3 separate regions of the Mus musculus genome follow, and all the other regions are linked to region 1. The links are chromatin contacts, called in public promoter capture Hi-C maps. All regions are on one chromosome and are shown on one strand. The core of a region is the stretch at or near the end of the contact, and the rest is flanking DNA. Distances in the headings are between cores, read along the strand shown. Region 1 holds the start of Pom121 (nuclear pore membrane protein 121). Region 2 holds the start of Dtx2 (deltex 2, E3 ubiquitin ligase). Region 3 holds the start of Eln (elastin).

Region 1 (3,866 bases), core at 848-3,347:
AGGAATACTGGGCTTGCTGAATGGGATATCGTCTTCGGGGTGTTATAACAAACCGACTGGACAAAGGCCCACAATCTCTGTGGAGAACAGGAGACAGACACTTGATGGAACCACAGTTTTTGTTTTTGTTTTTTTTTAATTTATTTTATTTATATGAGTACACTGTAGCTGTCTTCAGACACACCAGAAGAGGGCATCGGATCCCATTACAGATGGTTATGAGCCACCAAGTGGTTGCTGGGAATTGAACTCAGGACCTCTGGAAGAGCAAGCAGCCAGTGCTAGTAACCACTGTGTCATCTCTCCAGTCTGGAACCACAGTCTTAAAAGAACACCAAATTCAACTGACTGCAGAAACAAGAGGCATTAACACTTCTTTCAACCTCTTATTTTTCTGTTAGACAGTGCTGGTAGCAGAAACTAGGGGTGTGTGCATGCTGGACAAAGCACTCTATGACACTAACAGCTCAGACTTTAAATTTCTCTAAGCAGCAGAGAACGTAGCATTTTTTGGCACATTTCTCCCATTTCATCCAAAGGCAGAAAATATCAGTTGCTTAATGGCTGTCTCTACCACAGACTTCATCAAATTAAGAGGGAAACTGGAAACCTTGCCCACATGGGTACTTCAGAAGAAAAGCACATGCAGTTGGGATGTGTAGGAATAGTTTTTTTTTTTTTCCTTTCCCCCAACTAACCACCAATACACAGCAAAAACCAAACATTAACAGGTATTCACCACCTCAACTAAGCAGACTTATCAAGGCCAGTGAAACGTCTTGTGAAGGAGCTTGCTGCCAAGCTGGAGACCCAAGATCAACCTCAAATTCACGTGGAAAGAGAAAAAGGACTCCAGCAAGCTATCCTCTCATCTCCCTGTGAATATGCAATTTAAAAAGAAAAAAATGCTTTTATCCAGAATCCGGGTTGAGTGTAGTGGAGCACACCGGTAATCCCAGCATTTAGTAGGTGAAGGCAGGAGGGTCAGCAATCCAAAGTCACCCTCATGAGTTCAAGGGACAGCTCAGATACATGAGATCCTGTCTCCGGGGGGGGGGGGGGGGGGAACAAAAACCCAAAGGCTGGGGAATAGGTAGAGGGCAAGCTTGCCTGCTATGACTGAAGCTGTGGGTTCTATCCCAGCACAGCATACAACCTGGTGCAAACCTGTAATCCTATCAGTGAACTCGCTCAGAAGACGAGGCAGGAGGATGAGTTCAAGGACAGGCTCAGCCAAAGAACGGGGTTGAGATTAGACAGCCTATGCCATCAAATACCCTCTCTTAAAAAAAAAAAAAAAGAAAAAGAAAAAAAATAAAGAGAAAAGAGAGTAATGGGAAAAGGGAGGGAAGGGCGTAGAGATAAAAAGAAAGGGAAAAGGCAAAGAAAAGAAAAAGGGGAGGTGAGTTAAATCCGATTTACAGGTTGAGCCCTACGTCAAATCCGCGGCCGCAGAGACCCCACCCTGGGAAGATCGCCGGGGCTTACCGGTGGGGCGGCCTCCGGGAGGGTCGCAAAAGCGGGGTGGGGAGCGCGGGGTAGACGTGGTGGACTCGCTGGACCGCCGAGGCCGGAGGCGGGGAGCGTGCGGGTGGGCGGCGCCCCGGCCTCTCCCTTGGGTCCTGCCGGAGGGCAGGCTCGGGCGGGCCGGGCTTGCCCAGGTAGCTGCCCATGAGTAAGAGCTCAGCCGGGTCGGGGCCTCCCAGCGGGCTGCGGGGTTCGCAGAGGCTACCGTTGACTGGTGACTTGGCCGGAGGCGGTGAAGCGGTGAGAGCTGGCCGCGGGTGACGGCGCGCGTCGCGCACGAAGGACGACAGGGCCCTCGGGCCGCGGGGTTCTCGGCTCAGGCCCCACCAGGCCGCGCTCGCCCCCACGGCCAGCCAGGCCAGCGCGGCCGCCGCGGGCACCAGGTAGAGCGCGAGGCCGAGCAGCGCTAGGCCGAGGGCCGCAGCACCCGCCGGTCCTCCGTAGCCGCGGGCCCGGCTCCGGCCTTCCCGTCCGCCCAACGGGGGCCGCCGCCGCTCGCCTCCGTCAGCCGCCGCAGCCGCCGGAGACATCGCGGCTCCGCGCCGCGGAGCGGACTTAAATATCCCAGGGTACACCGCGCCGCGCGCCGCCGCCGACGTCACTGTCGTCGACGCGGCGCGCCGGGTGGAAAGGGGAAACCGCCGCCGCGTGCGGAGCACGGCGCGAGAGCCCTAGTTTGAAAAATTACAGCTTAGGTAGGCGGATCGGTGCACGCCTTGCCTCTCAGAACGCGGGAGGCGGAGGCAAGAGGAGTTCCGTGAGTTTGAGTCCAGCCTGGTTCACAAAGACAGTTCCAGCGCGACATGGAGACATAAAGCCTGTCTCAAAACAGCAAAACTTAAAAAAAAAAAAAAAGAAAGAAAGAAAAGAAGAAAAGTACAGCCCGGTTTTTGACGCTGGAGGTTTCCCTGACGCTCCTGGACTGCAGAGGAGTGATGTTAGAAATCAAGGCACAGAACGGAGATGGGTGGCACGCGCCTGTAATCCCGGCATTTGGGAGGTGAAGGCAGGAGGATCCCGAGTTCTAAGTCAACCTGGGCTACTTAGTGAGACCCTCCCCGTCTAAAACAAAATAAAACCCGATCAGTCAGACCCTGTATTGGAAAAGGCCAATCAGGCCCTGTGTGGAGGCTCACTGTTTATCGCAGCGAGGTCAGTTCCAGGCCTGCTGGAGCAACACAGTGAGACCCTGTCTCAAAATAATTTTTTAAAATGTGTGTTTTGCTTGAATGTATGCTGGGATTACATTCACACCATCACATCTTACACTTGCGTGGAGGTTGAGGGTCAACGGCAAGTGTCTTTCAATCTCCTTTTTTTCTTTTCTTTGTTGTTGTTTCTCGAGACAGGGTTTCTCTGTATAGACCTGGCTGTCCTGGAACTCACTCTGTAGACCAGGCTGGCCTGGAACTCAGAAATCCACCTGCCTCTGCCTCCCAAGTGCTGGGATTAAAGGCGTGCACCACCACCGCCCAGCAAGTCTTTCTCAATTACACTGCACATTATTCTTTGACACAGGGTCTCTCACTAAACCCAGAGCTCACCAACCTGGCTAGGCTGGCTGGCCAAAAAGACCCAAAATCTTTTTGTGCCTACCTCAGTGCTTGGGATTACAGGGGCTCCTACTGTGCTCAAGCAAGCTTGCTCAGCAAGCCCTGTACCAATGGAACCATCTTCCCAGTCCATATTTCCCCCCTTTCCATCCTTCCCTCCGTTCCTCCTTTTGTTTGTTTCTTCTTTTTTTGAGGATGATAGACTGAGAGCTATTCCTCCACAATCAAGAGTAAGATAAGACTAGACTTGGGGAGGGAAGGCTAGATGGATGAGGGAGAAGCGGGGAGAGGCAGGGATTAGAGTTTAGAGACGATGCATATTGTTAATAAAACTAGCTGAACTGGTAAATGACAGTGAGTACAGTGGGCACTGGTGATAGTTAAGAAACAGGGTGGTCCTGCTCAGTGCCATTCTTAGTTTCTGAGGTGTAATCCAGTAGGGGTTTGTTGTGTATCGGCCACTAGAGGGCAGTCCCAGGCTTATCCATTAAAGCACAAACACACACAGCCTTATCTGTCCACCTTGGTTTTATGCAGTGGTTCTCAACCTTCCTAATGCTTTAACCGTTTTATTCAGTTCTTTATGTTGTGGTGACATCCCCCAACCCCCAAACTATAAAGCTACCTCCTAAGTGTAATTTTGCTACCGTTATGATTTGTAGTGTAGATGATGTTTTCTCGATGGTCTTGGGGTGGAGGGGTCAGTACCCACAAGTTGAGAACCACTGGCCTTATGGTCTCACTGAAGCACTGCCTAAAGGACACACGACCAGGCTACCCGACGCT
Region 2 (3,907 bases), core at 1,291-3,790, 600 kb after region 1:
ACTATATACATAGCTATATGCAAATATGTAAATATATAAATATATATTTTATAATCTAAATTATAAAGGCCATAAATTTGAGAAGAGGGAAGGAAAAGGTGCTTGGGAAGAGTAGAAGGGAAGAAACAAAGGCAGGGGAAATTCTCTGGTTATATTTTAGTTTCAAAAAGTGAAAAATTAAAAAAAATTGTTTAATTTATTTTCTTAGGTATTAGAAAAATGGGCTAGAGGTGTGGCCTAGAGGTACCATCAAAGTAGTGAAAAGCCAGCTCATGGGGCAGAAAGCAATTGCATTCTTTTTTTTTAATTAAAATATTTTATTTATTTATTATATGTAAGTACATTCAGACACTCCAGAAGAGGGCATCAGATTTTGTTACAGATGGTTGGGAGCCACCATGTGGTTGCTGGGATTTGAAGTCAGGACCTTTGGAAGAACAGTCGGAGCTCTTAACCCCTGAGCCATCTCACCAGCCCAGCAATTGCATGCTTACTGAAGACGGGGTGGGTGTTTTCTCCATTTTTAAAAGATATTTGTCTGGGACGTGAATTCAGTTGACTTAAGGCAGATTTAGAAGAAAAACCACAGTTTTAATTGTGTGCTTGTGTGAACAATTTAAAATAAGAGGCTAGAGGGGTGAAGTAAACTGGGATACATTGTGAGGTCAAGGCCAGCCTGGCTACATAGGGAACAGTTGTCTCAAAAAAAAAAAAAGTGATTGCTTACACTTAAATATTGAAGATGAATTAAGTATGGACACAAGAGCATCAAAATGGCTTGCTCAGCAGGTGGAGACACTTGTCACCGAGTCTCATGCCTTAGGTTTGATCCCAGGACTCACGTGGTAGAAGCAGAGACCTGAAGGACACATTCTCTGTCATCTATATGAATGCTGTGGCATGACCCATCCCTGTACAAAAAAAAAAAAATGAGAATAATAAAAAATAGGAGTCCTTATTTGTAAGTTCATGGATGCAAAATGGAAATCAGCAGACAGGAGTCCATTTAAGGCTAGGAGGGCTGGGGATATGCCTGAGTCAGCAGAGAGCTTGCTTAGTGTGCAGGAAGCCCTGGGTAACCCCCCCCCCCCCCCCCCCCGCTCCCCCTGCCTGGTCCTCCTCTATAGCTGGGAACAACAGTACACACCTGCAATCTCAGAAGGTGAGACAGGGGGATTAGTAGTTGCAGGCCATCTCTGAAGCCAGGTGCTAAGACACCCTGTCTCCAAAACAAATAAACAAAAAATCCCCCTACTTCCACTAGGAGGGACTTATGTAGAGCTTTTGGGGACAGACACGTTTTCTTTGGGCTGTGAAGTCATTAAGATCTTTCTGGCTGTATAGATTATACGTGGGTCCTTGGTGGCTACCATCGGCACTAGGAAATGCCAGGTGCCATCCATTCATCAGAAATAATGAGCAAAGCAGCTGTGTCTTATCAGACTGTCCCTCTGCAGTGTCAGATGGAGACCAATTAGCAGAGGCAGGAAGCAACACAATTCTGCCTTTCCAAGCAAAACAGTAGCAAGCACCCCTGCTCCTCAGTGACACTGCTGAGGCCAGGCCTCCTTGACTTCTCTAGCTGTGTTCATCTTTTCTGCTTGGTGAGCCGGGAGCAGGTTCTGGGAATGGAACAGGCTCTGTGAAGTGGAATTTTAAGGACTTCTTTTGCAAATCCAGGGTCTTCTGCCTACTCGATAGATAAGTGCTCTACCACTGAGCCAGGCCAACTTAAGCCAAGGTTTAACTTTTTTTTTTGTTTTTTGTTTTTTGTTTGTTTGTTTGTTTTTCGAGACAGGGTTTCTCTGTGTAGCCCTGGCTGTCCTGGAACTCACTTTGTAGACCAGGCTGGCCTCGAACTCAGAAATCTGCCTGCCTCTGCCTCCTGAGTGCTGGGATTAAAGGCATGCGCCACCACGCCCGGCTTAACATTTTTTAATAGATTCTTTTCTTATTTAAAAATTTTAAATCTATGTTTTTAAAGACTGTGCTTGTAAGCTCAGCAATTAGGAAGCAGAGGCAGGAGGTTCAAGAGTTTAAGAGCAGCCTAGGCTTACATCACAAATTCAAAGCCACTCCGAGGTACATGAGATCCTGGACCCCTTCCACCCCTACAAGTGGACTCTTATAGCTGGGGATTAATTAGTAGTAGAACACTTGTCTACTGTGCTTGCATTAACTTTGATCCTCAACACCACAAAAGGAAAAATCAGGGTTGGCGATAGGGCTCAGAGGGTAAAGGCATTTGCTGACAAGCCTGACACCTTGAGTTCGATCCGTGGAACCCACGTGAAGGTGGACACGGAGAACGGACTCCTAAAGTTGTTCTTTGACCTCTGTAAGTACACCCCCCTCCAGAATATACACACATAATAAAAAGAAATATAAAAATTATTAAAAATCAAATGCATCAGTGATTAGCGAGGGAGTAAGTCAGTAGGAGAAAGAGAAGGCTGGGTACATTTATATCTGCTGGTGTGCTTTGGTTCAGCCCACTCAGCTTCATCAGAACTACATTTCCCAGAAGGCACTGCGTGAGGTGGACATGCGCAGCGCGGTGCTTGGAGGCTGCGACGCCGAGTTTCACTCCGGCTGCCTCCGGCTCGGAGTCGGAGACATACTCGAGGGTTCTTCCCAGGCCGAGCCGGAGCTGAGCCCGGAGGTCGGCGGTCCTCTCAACCTGTTCCTTCTGCTTCCCTCAGACTCGGTGAGCGGGACGGGCGGGCCACCTGCTGGCGCCCAGCCTGGGGTCCCGAGGGTGGGTGGGTGGGTTGAGGAGAGGGGGCTATTGAGCCAAGCTGAGACCGGAAGGGGGCGGTCGTGCGAGGAGGGAGGGCCGTGCCGGCGGGATGGGTGAGTCCTGGGGGCGTTGGGAGCCCTGGGCACCTCGGTACCAGGGTCCTGGAGGCGGGAAGTCGCAGTTGGGACGCTCTGAGCGTTGGGGACTGGGCTGGGTGTGGTAAGAGCCCTATTTTTTGCAGAGACAGGGGTCGCATCCCTGGCAGTTTGAGTCCTACAGGACCTGGAAGAGCAGTGAGGCTATTGCTACCCTGGCTCCCTGAGGGGTCAGTTTCAGTCCTGGAGCGTTTGTGTGTGTGTGGGGGCGTTACATCCAGGCGATAGGGATCCACCACTGTCTGAGAGAGTTGGACTTTGGAGGCGTTTGCCTTTCCATTCTCGGTCTGTGTCAGACTGGGTCTCTGGGGCACTTTGGGGTGTCTCTGTTTTGAAGCTCCGCTTTTCATCCTATCCCTCACACAGCTGCAGGGTTGCCCGCGTTAGCTTTGCCTCCACAGTGGCATGAATGGGAATGTGTTCACAGGCAAGACCTTTAATGAACTCTCTTTTCTCCGTGCCGTCTTAGCCCCTTTAAAATTCTAGAGAGCCCAGCAATGTGTTGCACATTTATAATCCCAGTATTTGGGAGACAAAGGTTTGCGGGTAGCTAAAGCTTGCCTGTGCTTCATCACAAGATACTATATTACATCCCTCTCACTCCCCAAAAGAGTGCTAGCCAGGTGTGGTGATTTATGACTGTAATTTCAGCACTTGTGAGGCAGAAGCTGGAGACTCAGGAGTTCCAGTCCAGCCCTAAGCTATATACTGTGGCCCCTGCTTAAAACAAAACAAAACAAAAAAACCCCCAACAACCCAAAAGTAACAGTTCTGTGATGTAGAGTTCCCAGTAGCCACGAGAATCAGGATTGACTTCAGTTGGTCAAGGTGTCAAGTCTCTTTGCTTATTTTCTGTGTGACTTTGGTCAAATTTTTATCCTCTCTGGTGTGTTGATTTCCTTCATGGACCATCCGTGGGACCGGTTTCTGAAGTCCTCACGCAGACTTTTCTGAGAAAGGGTTTAATTGAGTGGGCTGAGAAAGACTGTCCCTAGCTTCTGCTCCCTGCCCA
Region 3 (3,911 bases), core at 1,355-3,854, 650 kb before region 1:
TTCTTCTGGTGACCTTTTACTTTCTTTTGGGTTGGGGGTGGGTGGGTAGGGTCTTACTACATAGCAGAGGCTGCCTTGGAACTTACTCTGTAGCACAGTTTCTGGGCCACCATACCTGGCTCATACAACCCTTTTAGCATAGAGGCTGAAGCAAGCCAGTATTCAAAGGAAATGCTATTACTACCTCCGTCAGTGACAAGGGATCACTAGGATCAGACAGGTGGGGGACTAGGTATATGTGACCAGTGGCCAACTCCTCCCAGGACTCTGACCTCTTTGGACTTCAGTGGAGTCTGAACAGATCCTGAAAGGCATCAATTCACATGCCTCTTACTTGAACCCGGTGACTCTGACCACCTGGGACAGAGTTTAGGTTTCTCGTCATAGGGAATAATGGCAACTGAATATGGAGTGATATCACCCAGGCTGCAAGGGAGGAGGGATTGTTCTGTCCTTAAAGGAAGACTCCGCCCCAGGGCTGTATCTTCCTAATATTCCCTGGCACCTCCCCCCAGGGCAGAAAGCTAGTTGATATTAGCTTCCAGGGACAGCTTTAGCCTATCCCAGACTCTAATTCTGTACCTTTCAAGAACTGGGTTATGTAGCCTAGGCTAGCCTTGAACTCCCTATACAGTTAAGCATGACCTTGAACTCCTAACTTTTCTGCTTCCTCCTCCTGAGAGCTGGGACCACAGGCATGAGCCACCACCTCTGGTTTAATGTGGTGCTGGGGATAGAATGCAGAGCTCCGAGTGTGCAAATGAGAACTCTCCTAGGCGAGCCACGCCTCTAGCCTGCTTGTAGATGATACTGAGACAAGATCTCACTATAGCTCAGGCTGCCCTCGACTCGATAGCATCCTGTGTCAGGTGTGGTTTTTCATGCCTAACTTCAGCTTCCCTATTTGTAAAGATAAACAGTTTCTTTATGATGAACTAGTATAACCATCCAGGGAGAAGGGTGGGCAAATGTTACGAGACCACATCTGGGGCAGGAGGGTCAGGTGACCCAGAGACACTGCTCTTTAATGGGTCCTCCCGTTGGTACCCACAAACCTCAGTCTCGTTCCAGCCCTGGAACTCTTGTTCTACAGTGGGCTCCTAGCCCCCAGCAAGTAAGTCTCATGGGACAGATGCTGTTCTTATTCAGTCTCTGACCACAGCCCTGTCCAACCCCGCCCTGTAGCCTCCTGTCCCCAGTCCAAGTTCAGGTTCCCACAACAATGAGGTCTCTTAGGGAAACCAGACCCCAGCAGATGGTTCATAGGTTCACACCTCTTTCCCCACAGCTGGATGCACCTTTCATCTGGGAGCAGACTCCTTCCTCCCCATAACCCAACATGCCCGGTCAGGATACATATCAGATGACCAAAAGGATACCTTGAGGCTCAGCCTCTGATACCAGCCATGTCCTGATTGCCAGGAGATGGGCACTTTCCCCAGCTCACGCTCTGGCCTGTATTCCATCTCAGCAAACCCTCATACAGGCATGGACTCGCTCACGCTCACACACACACAGTGACGTCCTACACCTGGGCACCAGACGTCTTTAGGACATTTTTTTTTTAAGACAGCCTGATAGAACCCAAATGGCTCACTAGGTAGCCAATGATGTCTTGAATTCCTGATCCTCCGATGACCACCACACAGGTATGTGTCACCACGCCCACCTAGTTTACTCAGAGCTTTGAGAATGTTTAGCATGCCTTCCATCAACAGGGACGTCCTCAACCCTCCTGGTTGCTCTTGAGACGGGGTCTGGTTGGCTTTGAACTTACATGTTGGGGGTCACAGGTGTGGCTCACCACGCCCAGCTGGGTGTTGGACTTTGGCAGATCCCATCACACAACTTCACGGTTTGCCTCCCTGTACCTCCATCTGTCTAGGAACGGACTTGTGAACAGACCTTCATACCATCCCAGACACATTTCCTTCAGGGACATGCTTGGCTAGAACCTCACACTGACACCTGTGCAACATAGTATGAAACACACACGGGCGCATACACACACACACACACACACACACACACACACACACACACACACACAGAATCCGAACATCTCCAAGCAAAGACAAACCAGGATTGTCTCTCCCCAGGCTGGTATGTACACAGGTGTGCACAGGTATGCAAACTGCCACCACCACTGGAAAGTACTCAGGTGACTCAGAGGACCCCTTCGAGCTTGGACAGGAGGTAGGGACCATCCTGACTGGCGGGAGTGTAGCTTTGACAGGACCCCTAACACGGAGCTGGCTCCCAAGAGGAGACAGTTCCCAGAACCCTCCCTGTCTCGAGGAGGGGGGATCTGGAGCTGAAGGGCTCATCCATCTCCGGGATTCCCCATCAGTCTTGCCACCTGGCCGGCAGGGTCCCGCAGATTGTGGACAGCGTGGGACCAGCGAGGGGCAGCGTGGGACCGGCGAGGGGCCCCTTACCTCCAGGCTGCGCGGGATGGAGGAGGTTGAGCAAGAGGATCAGCAAGACGCCAGGCTGCGGGACTACCGCTGTCAGACCCGCCATCTCGGGGAGGACTGCCCCAGCCTGCTCTCAGCGCCTCGTTTTATCCCCAAAGCGTAATTGCTGCCTGGTAGGCTGCTGTGAGGGAAGGAGGGAGGGAGAGAGGGCGGGTGAGAGGAGGGCGGGAGGAGGGGGAGCTGGGGGAGGGGGCCGCGGGGGAGGGGGCAATTACGAAAGGCCAGACTTGCAAGCCTCCTAGGCTGAATCTGCCTCGACTATGGGTCTATTTTCCTGCACACACACACACACACACACACACACACACACACACACACACACACTGACGCGCGCGTGCTCTGCCCCCCCCCCCCCCCATCGCTTTCCCGCTTTCCCTCTGTAGCTGTTTGCTTGCTCCTGGCCCTGTTCCCGCCAGAAAGTGCAAGGGGGGCCTTTGCCAGGACAGCCCTCTGGAGAGGAAGCAGGAGGGAGGGCCCAGGCAGCCCGGCCAAAAAATCCCAGCCCTAGCCAAGGCTGGAGTAGCCAGGCCCCCGCCCCTCTGCCTGGGCCCCAGGCCCAGTGTGGGGACACAGGCCAGCTGTCCCGCGCCTCAGCTCCCACCCTGGTCCTGCAGACACCCCAACACCCCCAAGCCTGGCTAGAGACAGGCTTTACCCAAAACTGGGTTAGGTAGGTTGATGGGGCTAAGGGAGTCTGCCTATAGAGTTCAAGGTCTGCGAGCAGAATTGTCTGGGAGAGAGAATAGGATAGACATGGTACCGTGGGGGCATTTTAGGAACAGATTAGAGACCTTGACATACGATCTAGTTCATCATGGTTGAGACAGGTCTTAGCCATCTGTTTGAAGCCTGGGAAAGGGTGTTGGATCTATGGGTCTATGGTTGCAGAGACCAAGGGGCTGAGGTCAGGCGAGTGGCTTGGGAGTGAGAGCCATGTATTTAGTGTCTCCCTAGGGCTCAAAGATGATCCTTGCATAAGGTGTTGGTTGGTTCTGTAAGGGCCACGAGCACAGCTTTGCACCGCCCCTGAGCAAGGCACAGTGTCCAACAGAGGTCATACTGGGTCTTAGGTGCCTGGTAGGGAACATGGAGGTGGGAGCTCTGTGCAGGTGACTATTAACTCAGTATTCTCCTTCTTGCTTGTTCACCACCTGTCCAATGCTCTCACTTGCATCTGGAAACTGATTCTCTTGGAGGCTCTGGGAAGGCTTGATGATGCTATTCCTCTACTGGCCAGAAGGGGGCAGCCTATGCTGAACCAGCAGAGAGCCCTCCAGGAAAGCTTGCGATCAGTGCCCTGGCCACCCTGTCCCTGAGCATATGGAGATCCTGTAAGGCTTTAAGGAATGTGAAGTGTAGGTCAGAGAAAGATTATGTCATTCTCAGACTCCTGAGTGTATGTGGAGTACTGTAGGACAGGAGAGGGAGATGGTT

What was found. Promoter capture Hi-C pulls out the DNA fragments that hold promoters and counts their contacts.
Region 2: a contact with region 1 is called in a promoter capture Hi-C map of liver, with 5 times the contacts expected there. The contact joins the promoter of Dtx2 here to the promoter of Pom121 in region 1. A contact is called at or near these places in 3 of 39 promoter capture datasets (liver and pre-B cells) and 1 of 115 datasets of contacts at active chromatin or transcription factors (bone marrow-derived macrophages).
Region 3: a promoter capture Hi-C map of liver shows a contact between it and region 1. The contact joins the promoter of Eln here to the promoter of Pom121 in region 1. A contact is called at or near these places in 3 of 39 promoter capture datasets (cranial neural crest, liver and maxillary cranial neural crest).

The regions. Positions count from the first base shown.
Region 1 is chr5:135,392,449-135,396,314 of GRCm38.p6, forward strand. Pom121 (nuclear pore membrane protein 121) reads right to left here and starts at 2,098. Exons shown (of 13, transcript NM_148932.2): 1 at 1,489-2,098; 2 at 1-77. The coding sequence starts at 2,057.
Region 2 is chr5:135,992,260-135,996,166 of GRCm38.p6, forward strand. Dtx2 (deltex 2, E3 ubiquitin ligase) reads left to right here and starts at 2,541. Exons shown (of 11, transcript NM_001256096.1): 1 at 2,541-2,707.
Region 3 is chr5:134,744,719-134,748,629 of GRCm38.p6, forward strand. It overlaps Eln (elastin), which reads right to left and starts at 2,605. Exons shown (of 37, transcript NM_007925.4): 1 at 2,439-2,605. The coding sequence starts at 2,523. It overlaps Gm30003 (a long non-coding RNA gene), which reads left to right and starts at 994. Exons shown (of 4, transcript XR_868587.3): 1 at 994-2,590.